Regions from separate parts of the Hordeum vulgare genome. Here region 2 is linked to region 1. The links are chromatin contacts, called in public Hi-C maps. All regions are on one chromosome and are shown on one strand. Each heading gives the region's core, a stretch centred on a gene start, on an enhancer-like site or on the middle of the called end of the contact. The rest is flanking DNA. Distances are from core to core; before and after follow the strand shown.

Evidence for each region. A called contact is a pair of places that touch in the nucleus more often than the background predicts.
Region 2: a Hi-C map of leaf shows a contact between it and region 1, with 2.9 times the contacts expected there. The contact joins two enhancer-like sites. A contact is called at or near these places in 2 of 6 Hi-C or Micro-C datasets (leaf and seedling).

The regions. Positions count from the first base shown.
Region 1 is chr5H:488,148,883-488,152,465 of MorexV3_pseudomolecules_assembly, reverse strand. LOC123399775 (meiosis-specific protein PAIR2) reads right to left here. Exons shown (of 30, transcript XM_045094158.1): 30 at 2,409-3,349. Among protein-coding and RNA genes, the nearest start is that of LOC123399775, 15 kb to the right of the region's middle. Within about 2 kb of position 1,960, at least 3 of the 3 cell types and tissues checked have open chromatin away from gene starts, as enhancers often do. A contact at or near this core is called in leaf, where this site is marked.
Region 2 is chr5H:488,184,069-488,187,651 of MorexV3_pseudomolecules_assembly, reverse strand. No RefSeq gene overlaps it. Among protein-coding and RNA genes, the nearest start is that of LOC123399775, 50 kb to the right of the region's middle. Within about 2 kb of position 1,706, at least 1 of the 3 cell types and tissues checked has open chromatin away from gene starts, as enhancers often do. A contact at or near this core is called in leaf, where this site is marked.

The DNA of each region.
Region 1 (3,583 bases), core at 711-3,210:
TTCAAGTTGCCCTTTCCCCCACCCACATCTCCATTTTCTCTTGGATGCTCATTATCATCATCATCATCATCATAATCTCAGCATCTTCCTCGTCCGAATTCGTCGAAACAAAGAACTCCTTTCGCATTAATTCATCAAGATCCTTGTCTTTACACTCCTCATTCGACGAACTCTCTGACTCCATCGTTTCACATATAAAAGAATAAAAAACACTGCTCGTACAATTTTTTCAAACACAAAGAGGACAACGTGTACTTCAAGGAGAGCTGGACGTACCGTGGCGGTGATGACGACGGACCTAGAGAAGGATCCGTCGTGACAGACGTGTTCGGGCCTTCCATATTCATCCAGGCATGAGGAGGACGTATAGAGCCGGTTTGATGAGGCCGATTAAATTGTAACTAGTACAAATGTCCGTGCATTGCAACAGGCTATAAATTTAATAGAAGTTGGCCCTTGTAAAAAAATTATAATTAATTAATTTCTATGACTAACAGTTTCATTTGCAATTTTATTTTGTTAATTAATGATGGCATATGCATTAGAACATTATTTTTATCTTGCTGATATATGTGTTTGCATTTGTAATCTAAGTGAGTCTTAATTTGGTTGCAAACATAGCTACATCGAAAACAATCAATTTGTAAGTACATGCATACCAAATGTTCGAGGTTGCGTATCAATATCGATATTTTTAAAATAATAATTAGCAAAACAGTTTATATATATGAAAAATCAAAGCTCAGACATTTTTTATGTAAAGCTTGTATAAACAACATTGTATATTTTTTATACATTAGAAACATTTTTTTACGTGTGACATCACAAACATTATTGAGTTTTGATGTCTGATTTTTTTAATATGCATTTTACATATTTTGTATGCATCATGAATATTTTTTATATACATGTTTTACATTATTAAAATACACGATTAACATTTTTGGAAATTTCTATTTTCTATGTCTACTTTGTTCCATACACATTATATATTTTTGTATATGTTTTCTTATACACCGGAAACATTTTCCTATGCACATTTAAAGTCTTTTAAATACACGATCAATATTTTTCAAAATAAAAGAAAAATATATTATTTATTGTCCATACGCATTGTACACTTTTTTGTCTACAAATTTGACATTTCTTTAATCCATGATTAACATGTGTGCAAAGTTTATCGAAATAAAGGCAAAAAAGAAAAAAAATAGAAAAAGTGCGAAATAGAAGAACAAAAAGGTTTGTACATTTTTTTATTATCCATACGCATTGTACATTTTTTTTGTATATGTGCGAACTTTTGTGTCTACAAATTTGATATTTCTTTAATCCATGATAACATGTGTGCAAAGTTTATCGAAATAAAGGCAAAAGAGAAAAAAAATAGAAAAAGTGCGACGTAGAAGAAAGGGTTGCAGTCAGGATTGAATCTGGGTCTCCTGGGTGGGGCGGGGCGCACCCAACCGGTTGGCCTAGCCTGTTGTCGTGGTAAAATACGGGAACGTCAGCCTTTAGAATGAGAAACAAAGAGCCGAATTGAAGTTTAAAAACGAATCGTTTTTGTCACTTACGGATGGTATTGGTGGGTAATTTTGACGAATTTTAAGGGCAAATTTAATGACGTACCACAGAAGCAATAGGTGTTTTATTAGTAGGTAGGTATATATAGGTATAGATAGATATAGATATAGATATTGTGACCGGTCGGATCGTCTGCCGAGACGTACAGGGAGAGCCGGCAGCAGATGCTCCAAAATCCGGCAAGCTCCATTTGTTTGATTTTTCCTTCTTGCACAGTGCCTCGTAGGAAAAGAGAGCTTGTGTAATGCGTTCACTGTAGCGAGGCGTGGCTCGTCCGTGACAGCGAGGCCGAGCGGCTCCTGACCCACACGCACCTCACTAGATCTTGCCGATATTCGCACGTCACGGGACGTCGCTGGCGGCGGGCGAGCCGGCGACAGCCGACAGAGACCCTCTTCGCTCCACATACATACAATACATCATCTTGGCCTCGCCGTTGGCCGACCCTGCCTACCTCCACGCAAACGTCTCGTCGGCGACGCCGACGCCGGAGCAGTGGCCGGGACGGCGACGCGAGCGAGCGCCTCTCGGGGTTGTCATCTTTTGGGAGGAGAAGAAGACCGTACGCTGCAGGTTCGATCTGCGCCTGTGCACCGTCGACATGGTGGTAATGGGTGTTTTTCCACAACGTACGCTACGTACGTACATCGCTTGCAATAATTGCTTAGGAGAGAGATCTCCTGTCCTGCAACTAAATGCGTTCCCTGTAGAGCGTCCTAGGTATCAGGCCCAAAGATCTGCAAAAAGAAAAAGAAAAAATTGAGAGACAACGGAGATTTGCAAGTTGGCGCCCCCAAAAATAAAACACGCAACCAGACAACAAACAATGGCCGTGCCCACAACCACCACCACTCTTCCTCGAGATTACATTCACACTGATGATCCGACTTTAAACGCAAAGCGACCTGACCGATGCACTGGGTAACAACACACGAATGCTCTTTGTAATGTAATCTTCCCGTCCTAAATGCTCTTGATTCTCTCACGTTTGGGTTATCTAGTAAGAAAAATAACCTTCAGGCTAGAGGCCAACTGGCAAACAACCTTAAAACAAAACAATCTTCCCGTAAAAAATTACTACCTCTGTAGCAAAACATAAGACGTTTTTTGCTTTTGCACTTCAAATTTGAATGCAACAACGTCTTACATTTTGGTACGGAAGGAGTAGATGCCAAAGCTCAGGTAGGATAGTAAAATGGCGTGGTCTCTTCACATGTCATCAGACAAACAAGCTCAAGCTCAGGGGCTAGGCTCTCAGTTTGCTCCAACTGCGACCCCTTCAGCTGCAACCATCAATCATCCATGTTCCAGACCCTCCCTGTCATCACCTCATCAGGAGCAAATAAATCCACGCTCGATCAAACGACCAACAAGGCACCAACCAACATAATGAAAAGTTTTTTTTACCACTACAAGCCAGCTAACTCTTCCTGGAAAGGGTTCCCGCCTTTTGTTCACTGGGGTTGATTGGCATTGCACATGCTGTCATACTACAGATGATGATCTCTTCAATCATGCACCCAAGAGATCTGGACTTTCCATCAACCGCGACACGATCCAGAGCTGCCCACTGCACCGTTTTGCACAACTCCTACAGGAAACCATGACCACAATTGACACACAACAAACAGCACAGCGACGGAAAGGCCAGAAACAGTTGGTTCCGTTGCATTTGGAAAACACAAAAGCAGGACCGCCTACGAGTACCCTAATGTCACATTTAATTGCACATGTGCAGACTTCCTTGCAGCACCTCTGATTTCTGTTCCTGGAAAGCATCAAGTACAGTGTTACTATTTTTTGTCTTTTCCCACATAGACGTGTTATTAGAAATTTCAAAACTCCTTAATGTGCTACGTGAAGTCGGGAAGGTTAATGGAATCTAGTTTTCAAACATAACTTGGTGTTGTTCAGTAAAAAATATTCCATACAATCCAAAATTGGATCCAATTTCCACCATCAAGCGATAACTGAACAAGGGGAGTGTTCTTCGGTAATTAAA
Region 2 (3,583 bases), core at 457-2,956, 35 kb before region 1:
GAGGAGGATTGGTCCGGGATTTGTCCCAACAACGAGAGGATAGCTAGCATGTGAGGATGTGACAGCAAGCTGCCCCTGCTTCCCGCTGTGCATCGGTGCTTCATTGTGCTCCTAGTCTTTTTTTTTGAAACGAAAGCAAAAGCTTTACCTCATCACATTAATAAAGAAGGGGTTTGAAACACAGTTACGAGGTCCATTACTCCTTCACAAATGACCGACGACCCACAGCCTACTCTCATGGCATGATCGAACTCAGTTTTTTTTTTTGCTCCGGCAAGTATCCAAATCCTTGCTTCGCTCTTAATCGATGCAACCATCATATTTGGCATTGTGCTCCTAGTCATTGGGCACTAGTGGTGCGGGGCGAGAGAGAGACGGCACCGTCCTAGTCTCCTAGAGGTGGCGGCAGCAGCGTAATAGAGAGAGGGAGGGGGACGGATGACGGATCGATGCCGCCGTGCCCGGGAGGAGGGCTGCCGCCTGCAATCTGGCTGGCTCCAATGGCTATGTCTTCCTCCCTTCTTCTACAGTAACAGTGGCTTCGAGTAGGAAAAGAACGCGAGAGCGAGAGCGAGAGAGAGTAATGTGTTCCCTGTAGCGAGAGATCAGTGCGTAAAAGTGTTCCCTGTAGCGCGGCGCGGCTCGCCCGCGACAGCGAGCCCGGGCGGCTCCAGACCCACACGAGGTAGGATCTTGCCGATATTCGCACGTCACGGGCGCACCGCACTGGTGGCGGGCGAGCCGGCGACGGCGAGCCGCCCCTTTCATCGGCGAGGGAGGAGTGGCCGGCACGGAAATCTGCGTTCCGTCAGGTGGTCTGAAACCGACGTACAACGTAGCGATGGAACGTGCAGTGATTTCTGAGTAGAGGGAGGCCGCCATACTTGCTACTACTTGCGCAGGAGCAGGTGCAGGAGTCCGACCGTACTGCAGGTTTGGTCTTCAGCGCCAGTGCACTATGGACATGTAGCATGTCCTAGGTCACAAGACTCAGGGATTTGCAAGTACTGCTGCACGTTGCATAATCCATGTCCCAGGCTCTCTATGAAATCTGATCAGGTCAGGGCCAAATCCACGTTGCTAAAATCGCCGATCGAAGCGACGTCGCCAACCAACACCCTGAAAAGATATTTTACAGCGCAAAGATTATGACGAGTGAAATTGATGGCCTTTGTCAACAAGGCAGGTGCTTGATTATGGGGCACAGTTGCCTATATGTGCAAAGATGTCGACACAAACGGATCGACGGCGCATCAATTGGACATGACATTGACACCGGTGGAACCAACGGTCCGATCATCAGCTAAAACTTGCAAGAAATGGAATTCCACGAATCTACATGTGATGTCTCAGGGTTGGTGCCCAAGCCGTGGGCAGTATGCTTTTGCTGCGGCCGCGCCATATATGTAACTGCCGGACAATAGAGGTCCTTGGGAAGGACTAGCATGTGAGACGAGGACTCATCAATGGCCGGCCGGCGGCTGGGTTTTGGGCGGGCTGCTCGTGCATCGCGCGCGCAGGAGACACACGGCTGACGGCTTGCCGTGTATGGATGAATGTGCTCCTCGAGTCGTTGGACACTGGTGGCGCTGCTGATGCTGAGACGGAGAGAGACACGGCCGGGTAGCCCCCTAGCGCTAGCAGTAGCCGAGAGAGAGAGGGACTGATAGCGCAATCTGACTGCGATGGTTCCCTCTCTTCCTCTAACTCTTAGAATAAGAAAGATAGACAGAGGCAGCGACACACACAACGTCTTCACCCACTGTAGCGGCGCGACGCCGGAGCAGTGTCCGGGAGGGCGACGGGGTATCATCGCCCGCTCGCAAGCTTGCGAACTCGCGTCCTGTCCCCGTCGGGTGGGCCCGGAACAAGTAATCTGTGAGGCCTTCTTTTTTCATGGGATTGCAATACCACATTCACATTGATACAGAGAACTTGATTCTCAATTAAAAAAAAACTTGTTGAAAATAATTTGACATGTACTATCATATTTTGATCTTTCTTTTCGGACGAAGGCTTATGCCCGTCCTTCCTTAAACTAAAGCCCTGTGATATTTTGTTTCCCTTGTTTATTTGCCCAAAAAAACCTGGACCTCACTCGATCCAACTTCGGATCGAATGAATTAACCAAAAATACTGCGGGAGTTTTACCGCAGTATTATTGGTTGATATGGACCATTCGTTAGCACTGAATTAATGACCCTTGTTAATTGGAGGATACCAGAGAACAACTCGAAGCAAAACACCATGGCCAGGCCAGCAATGGAGGGTTCTCCTCCCCGGTTGCACCGGCATTGGCACCAGGGGCCGTTGTAAAAGCATCTATAGCCGAACTTAGTAAATATGATCTCGTAAACGTTCACGGACGCGTCGGATCAATGATCGGGCTTGTCTTTTATTTGTCCGTCTGCAAAGTCATTCTTCTTATTTTCTTCCTTATATGTCCGGTCTCTGACATGACTGGTCGAGAGGAAGAAAGAGAGAGAGAGAGAAATGAATGAATAAATAAAAAGAAAATATGGTTCAGGGTGAGGTCGCGTTCTACGTGGCGGACTGACCGGGCGCATCGGACACGTTCGCGAGCCCTCGTATCCTTCCTACATTTGAGATGAATATGAAGGGTGCCGGTCAGTCCGGATGTTTAGAATGAAAGTGGGGATCCGGTTGGATCAAATTATTTTTGACCGGACACTAATCGGAAGGACGTTCCACACATTTGAGGAGGATCTAGAGGGTGCGGATGTAGATGTTCTAACAATGCGGTTCTATCCTACCCAGACCAGTTAATCATGCACGAACCGAACGGTACGGACGAGCGGGTTCTTGGCAAAGCTTGCATGATGCAGGAGTTGTCAGTTTTGATGAAGAAGACTGTACCGTACGCCTGCACACTCCTGGTCTGCGCCTGTGCTTCGTGGACACGGCGGTAATGGCCAACGTGAGTACGTACAGGGCGGCTTGCGATAATAATTGCCTTGTTGTTAGAGGAGAGATCTCCTGCGACTAAATGCGTCTCCTGTACGTACCACGTCCTAGGTATCAGACCCATATTAGATCTGCAGGCTGGCGCCTCATCAAAAAACTTGACAGAAGACGCAGCCAGCCACAGAAACAATTGCCGTGCCCACGGCCACCAGTACTCTTTCTTACTCGACAGTGCCTTGAATGCAAATTTACGTGACGCGCTAGGTAACAACACACAATGGTTCAAAAAGTACTGTCAGGTGCCCTGAATGCTCTTCATGGTCTCGCGTTTGGGTCACCTAGGAAAAATAACATCAACTATAGAGGCCAACCTACAGCAGCTAAGCCTGCTAGCATCATGGCCGTGTTGTGTCACTGTAGCAGTTCATCCCTTGTCGGTTTGAGTTACTGACGCGGCGGCCATGCACGTACGTCTCTTTGACCGGAGGTCGATGTGCAAGGCGTCCGGCCGATCCAGCAATGGAGCGTGCTAACTACTAATCGACGGCTCATCAATCGGACATGACACTGGGAAGTGACGGCCCAATCATCGGCTAAACCTTGCAAGAAATGGAGATCTACATGTATGTAGTACTGTCTCACGGTTGGTGTCTAAGCC